Linked DNA regions of Macaca mulatta: all the other regions are linked to region 1. Evidence: chromatin contacts called from public Hi-C data. All regions are on one chromosome and are shown on one strand. Each heading gives the region's core, a stretch centred on a gene start, on an enhancer-like site or on the middle of the called end of the contact. The rest is flanking DNA. Distances are from core to core; before and after follow the strand shown. Region 1 holds the start of H2BC10 (H2B clustered histone 10). Region 2 holds the start of H1-4 (H1.4 linker histone, cluster member). Region 3 holds the start of H2AC7 (H2A clustered histone 7).

Region 1 (2,834 bases), core at 103-2,602:
CACTTCATTTTTTAATCCTCTCTTCTCTGTTAGTATGCGATCCAAGAGCGTTAATTTCCTAAAATTCTAATTCTGCGCTTTTCAAGCTGTAGTCCGTAAACGACTACTTTAAGACTTTGGAAGACGCTAATTCTCATTCAGTAGATGTGTTGTGGGGCCAGATTCGGAGGACCACGTTTTGAGAAGTTTATCTGTGGTTTTCCGGAGTAACTTGAACTGCCGCTAGCTAGAAACTTTTGACCACAAGGCAGGATTCCTGGGTGGTGTACCTGGGAAATCACAAGCCAAGAAGTCACCTACATAAAACAGTGAGCAACAAATGTTAACTGAATTGTATTTTGTCCCAAATGGTGTTTTGCTTCGGTTGAGAATTTTTAAAGGACAGACTAACTAGGTTTTCCAACGACTCTCATTTACTTTTCATTGGGTCCTATTGATATTCCAGGCTACCATCCCCACTAGCCTCTTCTGCAGGGTAACTTGAACACTGGAGTGGCCCTGTCCATGTAAACTTTACACAGTTTTGCAAACATTATTGAACTTGCTTCTTCCCGAATACATTAAAGCACTTACTTGCGATATTAGACATTTTCTCATTAGTCCTGTTCGCCTAGTCAGTCACTTGTATAGACAGGGCCACAGTACGGCCTGAATATTGGGCAGGACACCGCCCTGCGCGATAGTAACTTTGCCCAGCAGCTTGTTGAGCTTCTCGCGGTGGATGGCCAGCTGCAGGCGTCGGGGAATGACGCAGGTCTTCTGTCGCGGGCCGCGTTGCCCGCCAACTCCAGGATCTTGGCGGTCAGGTACTCCAGCACCGCCGCCAGGTACACGGGCGCGCTGGCCCCCACCCGCTCGCCGTAGTTGCCCTTGCGGAGCAGGCGGTGCCCTCGGCCCACAGAAAACTGGAGACCAGCCCTGGAAGAGTGTGTTTGAGCCTTGGCGCCAGCTTTGCTGCCCTGCTTTCCACATCCAGACGCAGTGAAGTATTTAAATAATTGTTTAGAAGAAGGAAAGTGACTGGTTCTAGTAAAACGCAACCAGCTAAACTACTATAATCTATATTCGGTAAAGTGGCCTGTGCTATCTCCTGAACAAAGATTTCAGCCAATCGAAAAGCAGATGTTTAAAAAAAGTTAAAAAAAAAAAAAAAAAAAAAACTTCTGACTTACATAATTATAGTTGAAAGGTCAAATTATGAGGTTGAGCTTCTGGGAGAGCCAATGAGATTTAGGAATTTAGAAATGGCCTATCGTATGTTCAGACATTAAAAGAACCAATCAGAAACCGAAACTCAGCAAGCCTCATTTGCATATACACGGAATAAATAACGAGGGCGTTTGGGCTCGCCAGCATTTCCCTGTGGTCGTTTGACGGTGTCACTTCGGCTGCGAACATGCCAGAACCAGCTAAGTCAGCCCCTGCCCCGAAGAAGGGCTCGAAGAAGGCGGTGACCAAGGCACAGAAGAAGGACGGCAAGAAGCGCAAGCGCAGCCGTAAGGAGAGCTATTCCGTGTACGTGTACAAGGTGCTGAAGCAGGTCCACCCCGACACCGGCATCTCGTCCAAGGCTATGGGTATCATGAACTCCTTCGTCAACGACATTTTTGAGCGTATCGCAGGCGAGGCTTCCCGCCTGGCGCATTACAACAAGCGCTCGACTATCACTTCCAGGGAGATACAAACGGCCGTGCGCCTGCTGCTCCCCGGGGAGCTGGCCAAACACGCGGTGTCGGAGGGCACCAAGGCTGTCACCAAGTACACCAGCTCCAAATAAATAGTTACCTGAGTAAAAGCGCCAACGACCCAAAGGCTCTTTTAAGAGCCACCCATGTTGTCGTTTAAAGATCTGTAATTTTCCAGAGTTGGCAAGGTAAAATGGCTAAGCAACACATGGGATAGTAAGGGTTTACTAAAACGTCCAAGTTCGGCCGCGCGCAGTGGCTCACGCCTGTAATCCCAGCACTTTTGGAGGCCGAGGAGGGCGGATCACATGAGGTCAGGAGTTCGAGACCAGCCTAGCCAACATGGTGAAACCCCGTTTCTACTAAAATATACAAAAATTAGCCGGGAATGGTGGCAGACTTAATCCCAGCTACTTGGGAGGCAGTCAGAAGAATCGTTTGAGCCCGGGAGGCGGAGGTTGCAGTGAGCCGAGATCGAGCCGTTGTACTCAAACCTGGGGTATAAGAGCGAGACTGCCCTCAAAAAGTCCAGGTTCGTTGTTTTTTCCCCTATAGATTGTAAGCGTCACCAAGGAGTAAGTGCGTATGCAGCTTAATATGAGACATTTCACTCAGCAGCTAAGGAAAAATCGTGTTCTAGGTTGATCCCCACTTTTCTTCCCGCACACCACCACCTTAAAGCTATGTTTTCGCTTTTAGTTTCACTTTAACATCCTATTGCCCTTGACTTGGAGTAGCCGGGTGGAAATCAAGTTTGGGGTAGTATTAAATCTAAAATAAGCTCTGAGAAAGCGAAATTCGTCTTGTAGTTCGTTGTTAACTTGTAAATGATTGGAGCGGCATTTGACGGAGGAAATCACCTCTGTTGGTTGCATTTCTAAACCATGGCAGATCGCTACCAGACGTTCTCATTATCCCCCTTCCAACTCTACTAATTTCTTTACAAATTTTACTGAGTTTATAATTAATGGATTACTTCACGTAGCTATATATATTACCTCTTGGCAAGATCAGGAACTCTACCATCTTCCTAGCTGAACATATTGAGGTTTAAGAGAAAGAACAGGCAACAGGATAGCCTGAAGTTGGAGCAAAGAAATGAAAATTCCCGGTGCTACATTCATATGCTTTATCTGTAAGCCTTTTTAA
Region 2 (2,834 bases), core at 191-2,690, 110 kb before region 1:
ATCATATCAACTTATAGCATTGGGCAAAATTTTATTTTGTTTCCATGATAAGTGGCTTGTAGTTCCACCCATACTGTTCCAGCCATACCGTTATTCAGAAATAATTCTTTTAGTTGGGCTTTCATTGCCAACCTACATACACTCTTCTTGGTTGGGCAACTACCTAAAGAGATTTACTCAGACATTGTTCAAAGGATGTTTTCAGAGGGCAATGATTTATAATAGCTTAGATAGACTCTCAAAGCTCTGCTTCTGAGATCGAAATTTGAACTTGTCATTTAATCACTACATGTCACTTATTTTTCTTTCTATTGCGCTCTGCGAAGCGTTGGGATACAGTCTTCAGGGGGATTGAAACCATACATGGTGAGTGGACTAGTCATTCCTCAACTATTCAGTAATAATAGCGGCTGGGCTTCTCTAATAATGGGAGTACATATGTTTCAATATACAGTTCTTATTTATTTTCCCTTATTATCAATGTTTGAATTCCAGCTCTAAGCTACTTTATTGCAATTTGGTTCTGAAGCATATGCCAAAAGCACTCAGCAAGGCTGCAGACAAATGCTTTAAAGAAAAGTGCACCTCCACTTCCAGTGACTTTATGAACATCACATTCGAAAATTAATCTTTTTTCAACTCTGTACCCTGAGTATATTTTGGACTTCCCTTCGTTCCCAAATACCCTGAATTCAAGGTATCTCAATCCATGGAGCAGTTGTCCAGAGAAGAGAGAAGCAACAGCCCCGCCCCCAACCCTTGGGAGCAGAAAGGGAAAGAATTATCCAAAGGAATTGTTTTAAAACTCAGATATAGCGGACAGATGTAAAACCACGGCTGCATAGATTGATGTCCCAGGGGTCCAAAACTTAATGTCAAATGAGGAATAATTTGTTTAGCATTAAACTAAACCAGTTTGATGAACTCAAATGCCCTCGGCTCAATAGGCAGGACTCTCCGAGGAGCCTGTGTTACTTCCCTCACTTAAGTGCAGATTTGTAATAAAAATCTTAATGCCAGTGGCATGCTTTTTGGATATATCAGAAGCTAACCACTTGGAGAATCATATTTGAGAGGTCAGAAAACTCCACAGTTAAAGATCGGTTTATAATTTACGAAGAAAATAGAAAGTTTTGTTTCTCTGAGTTGAAATTTGCCAAGCACGGCGGGAAATATTGCAAGTTTTTGGCACAAGGCTTTGTGCTTTCCTCATAATTTGAGATCTGCGTGAAGCCTGAGGGTTCGGGGATCATTATCTGAGAAAAACCGGGTAGTTCGGTGCAGACAATTTTTATATTTTTGGCTTTTTTTGAGGTGTAACAAACACAACTCGGGATCCGAGAGGACACTCTGCGGCTGCCAGCGAGGCGGGCTGGACAGCGCACCAATCACGGCGCAGCTCCGCCCTATATAAACGGGCGGGCGCAGCGCCGCGGCCCGAGTCCCGGCCAGTGCCTCTGCTTCCGGCTCGAATTGCTCTCTCTCTCACGCCTGCCTTCAACATGTCCGAGACTGCGCCTGCCGCGCCCGCTGCTCCGGCCCCAGCCGAGAAAACACCCGTGAAGAAGAAGGCTCGCAAGTCCGCAGGTGCGGCTAAGCGCAAAGCGTCTGGGCCCCCCGTGTCCGAGCTCATTACTAAGGCTGTTGCCGCCTCCAAGGAGCGCAGCGGTGTATCTTTGGCCGCTCTCAAGAAAGCGCTGGCAGCCGCTGGCTATGACGTGGAGAAGAACAACAGCCGCATCAAGCTGGGTCTCAAGAGCCTGGTGAGCAAGGGCACTCTGGTGCAGACCAAGGGCACCGGCGCATCGGGTTCTTTCAAACTCAACAAGAAGGCGGCCTCCGGGGAAGCCAAGCCTAAAGCTAAAAAGGCAGGCGCGGCCAAAGCCAAGAAGCCTACAGGAGCGGCGAAGAAGCCCAAGAAGGCGACGGGGGCAGCCACCCCTAAGAAGAGCGCCAAGAAGACCCCAAAGAAGGCGAAGAAGCCGGCTGCGGCTGCTGGAGCCAAAAAAGCGAAAAGCCCGAAAAAGGCTAAAGCAGCCAAGCCAAAAAAAGCGCCCAAGAGCCCAGCGAAGGCCAAAGCAGTGAAACCCAAGGCGGCTAAACCAAAGACCGCCAAGCCCAAGGCAGCCAAGCCAAAGAAGGCGGCAGCCAAGAAAAAGTAGGAAGTTCCTTTGGCCAACTGCTTAGAAGCTCAACACAACCCAAAGGCTCTTTTCAGAGCCACCCACCGCTTTCAGTAAAAGAGCTGTTACACTATCAGGGGGTGTGGCCGGGAAAACGCCGCTATTGAGGGGCGGGTCTCCCGGGAACAAAGTCGGGAGAGAGGAGCCGTTTTTGGCCAGGGGGTCATTTCGCGTTCCGTCGGCCAAGCAGGAGTGCAGCCGCGTCATTGAGCTTTTATTGCGTTTTCGAATACTGGAGTTAAAACCCATTTCGACCTCCGTAGTACTTAACACTTAGCGAGATCTGGCCTGCAAATAGCATGGGAAAAAAAGTCGGGATTTTCGCGGGCTTCTAGGCTGGGACGTATGAGTTCCGAATAGAGAACACTCAATTTCCGTGCTGGCTCCCTACAGACTATGGCAAGCAATGAAGGAGTGCAGAGGAGTACGTCTCGACACAGGTGGCATAGTACACTATTTCAACCACTGCCACAACTAAAAATTAGAAATTGACACTGCAGAAAATACTTGGTCCTTAAATGTAGCATTTGCATAGATGACTTCCCAAACGCAAAACTGCCAGACTTCCAGGGATATCCCAATTACCATGACTTCTGTATGCAACGAGTCCTATAATTTGTTAGAGGAAGAAAAGAGAACGTGAGCTCTCCT
Region 3 (2,834 bases), core at 193-2,692, 68 kb before region 1:
CCTCAAAAATCCTTACAAATTGCAGGTAATTTCGTATCATTAAGATGCATACAAAAGATAATAAAAGGTTGTTTCTGGTTCTGTTGCTTTAAGTCACTACATTCATATGTAAATGTAAACACTGACGAACATTAACCTCTTCTCTGTATTTCTCACGCCTTTTAACAGCTTTGCAATCGTAAGGGGCTGCTGCATTGATCGATTTAAATTACCTGTCACATATACTCTCTCTGCATTTTAATTACTTTGCCTTTTTTTTTTTTTTTTTTTTGAGACGGAGTCTTGCTGTGTCGCCCAGGCTGGAGTGCAGTGGCCGGATCTCAGCTCATTGCAAGCTCCGCCTCCCGGGTTTTTACGCCATTCTCCTGCCTCAGCCTCCCGAGTAGCTGGGACTACAGGCGCCCACCACCTCACCCGGCTAGTTTTTTGTATTTTTTAGTAGAGACGGGGTTTCACCGTGTTAGCCAGGATGGTCTCGAACTCCTGACGTCGTGATCCGCCCGTCTCGGCCTCCCAAAGTGCTGGGATTACAGGCTTGAGCCACCGCGCCCGGCCAAGACAGAGTATCTCTCTGTCGCCCAAACTGGAGTGCAGTGACCCGATCTCGGCTCACTGCAACCTCAGCCTCAGTTCAAGCTTTTCTCCTGCTTCAACCTCCTTAGTAGCTAACATTACAGGCGCGCGCCACCACGCCCGGCTAATTTTTGTATTTTTAGTAGAGATGGGGTTTCACCATGTTGGTCAGGCTGGTCTGGAACTCCTGATTTTGTGATCCGCCAGCCTCGGCCTTACAAAGTCCTGGGATTACAGGCGTGAGCCACCGCGCCCCGCCGATTTGCTTAACTATTTTTATGGCGACTTTAAAATGGAAGGTTAGTTTCACGTTACACAGTGTAAGGACACCAACTTATAAGTAGAAGAATTACTAAAGAAAACTGCAAAATGACATGGAAAAAAATATGAGCCCTTTTAATGAGTACATGGGTGGCTCTGAAAAGAGCCTTTGGTTAAGATTGCCTCCGTAAAAAGTCAATATACAAATTTTCGTTTTACTTGCCCTTGGCCTTGTGGTGGCTCTCAGTCTTCTTGGGGAGCAATACAGCCTGGATGTTGGGCAGGACACCGCCCTGAGCAATTGTGACTTTACCCAGCAGCTTGTTTAGCTCCTCGTCGTTGCGGATAGCCAGCTGCAGGTGTCGGGGGATAATGCGAGTCTTCTTGTTGTCGCGGGCCGCATTGCCCGCCAGCTCCAAGATCTCGGCAGTCAGGTACTCCAGCACCGCCGCCAGATACACCGGCGCGCCGGCCCCAACTCGCTCGGAGTAGTTGCCCTTGCGGAGCAAGCGGTGCACTCGGCCCACAGGGAACTGGAGCCCGGCCCGAGAAGATCGGGTCTTAGCCTTGGCTCGAGCCTTTCCGCCTTGCTTGCCGCGTCCGGACATTTTGATATCTTAAAATAGATGTTGAGCAACGCAGTGAAAAATGTAAAACTGAATTTTGTTAGCAAGTGAGAAACTATTATACTTGGAGGCCGAATGGTAAATAACGCTATTTGATTGGCTAGAACAACCTACCAATTACAAAGAATCGCGAGAATCACCTAATTTGCATACGACAGGGCACACAGAGACAATTTATCCAATCAATATGTAAGGTTTCAAACGCCAGTTTAGGACACCAGCTCTAGAGATATTACGAGCTGCAGAGTGAGGATACTTGTCATTTTTCTTTAGGTTGTGGGCGAGGTGTTTCTTTAAGATGCCTGAACCTGCTAAGTCTGCTCCTGCCCCAAAGAAGGGCTCCAAAAAGGCGGTGACCAAGGCGCAGAAGAAGGATGGCAAGAAGCGCAAGCGTAGTCGCAAGGAGAGTTATTCCGTTTACGTGTACAAGGTGCTAAAGCAGGTCCACCCTGACACTGGCATCTCATCGAAAGCCATGGGTATCATGAACTCCTTCGTCAACGATATCTTCGAGCGCATTGCTGGGGAGGCTTCCCGCCTGGCGCATTACAACAAGCGCTCCACCATCACCTCCAGGGAGATCCAGACTGCCGTGCGCCTGCTGCTGCCCGGGGAACTGGCCAAGCATGCCGTGTCCGAGGGCACCAAGGCTGTCACCAAGTACACCAGCTCTAAGTAATTCTAACGTCTTCATACCCAATCCCAAAGGCTCTTTTAAGAGCCACCCACTTTTTCAGCTATAGAGTTGTAATTACCTGCATATTTTCTGTGTTTACCAACAGATTTGGTTTTATCTTGATTTGAAGGGTTTGCTGCTGTGTAGGTCTAGAGCACAGTTCTTTTGACTGCTTTAAGGCAAAATGCTGTACTTAATCTTAAGTTAGTGGTAGCGTATTTATTTTACCCAAAGTGCTGGTTACAAGGCTAGCCCATTGTGCTGATGTGCACATTTTTCTTATGTTGTGCTGTGATGTGTCCCTTGTCAAACTGGTTACATAAGCAAAGAACTTTTGAAATTAAGTAATATTTCCTTTGCTACTGACAGTGTGGGGAAAAAGAATGTCTTCCTTAATTCCGGTTTAGTCATAACAGCATTGGCAAGTTTGCCTGGTTAAAATAATATAATCAAAATCTTCAAAATATAAGGAAAGCAAGACAAGCCATGTGCATGAAAACTGAAAAATGTGAACACCGGTGCCTGGATGCAGCACTAATAATCAAAATTGTTCTTTGTTTAAAGAAAAGTTTGGCTACTGGCAAAATAACATTTGTGAGTAATAACTGGAAGTCCAGGAGAGAAACACCCTTAACCCTAAAATATTTTGTTGTCACTTCCTCAAAGTTGTTTTTTACTTTTTTTCCTTCAAGGTTGAC

The links. A called contact is a pair of places that touch in the nucleus more often than the background predicts.
Region 2: a contact with region 1 is called in a Hi-C map of liver, with 4 times the contacts expected there. The contact joins the promoter of H1-4 here to the promoter of H2BC10 in region 1. A contact is called at or near these places in 2 of 14 Hi-C or Micro-C datasets (blood and liver).
Region 3: a contact with region 1 is called in a Hi-C map of CD4 T cells, with 4 times the contacts expected there. The contact joins the promoter of H2AC7 here to the promoter of H2BC10 in region 1. A contact is called at or near these places in 2 of 14 Hi-C or Micro-C datasets (CD4 T cells and fetal cortex germinal zone).

The regions. Positions count from the first base shown.
Region 1 is chr4:156,841,222-156,844,055 of T2T-MMU8v2.0, reverse strand. It overlaps H2BC10 (H2B clustered histone 10), which reads left to right and starts at 1,352. Exons shown (of 1, transcript XM_078000863.1): 1 at 1,352-2,834. The coding sequence starts at 1,397. The coding sequence ends at 1,777. It overlaps LOC144340549 (histone H3.1), which reads right to left and starts at 1,121. Exons shown (of 2, transcript XM_078000862.1): 1 at 574-1,121; 2 at 1-296. It also overlaps H2AC10.
Region 2 is chr4:156,953,965-156,956,798 of T2T-MMU8v2.0, reverse strand. H1-4 (H1.4 linker histone, cluster member) reads left to right here and starts at 1,440. Exons shown (of 2, transcript XM_078000870.1): 1 at 1,440-2,834. The coding sequence starts at 1,503. The coding sequence ends at 2,162.
Region 3 is chr4:156,909,556-156,912,389 of T2T-MMU8v2.0, reverse strand. It overlaps H2AC7 (H2A clustered histone 7), which reads right to left and starts at 1,442. Exons shown (of 1, transcript NM_001193793.1): 1 at 1,050-1,442. The coding sequence starts at 1,442. The coding sequence ends at 1,050. It overlaps H2BC7 (H2B clustered histone 7), which reads left to right and starts at 1,719. Exons shown (of 2, transcript XM_078000871.1): 1 at 1,719-2,135. The coding sequence starts at 1,759.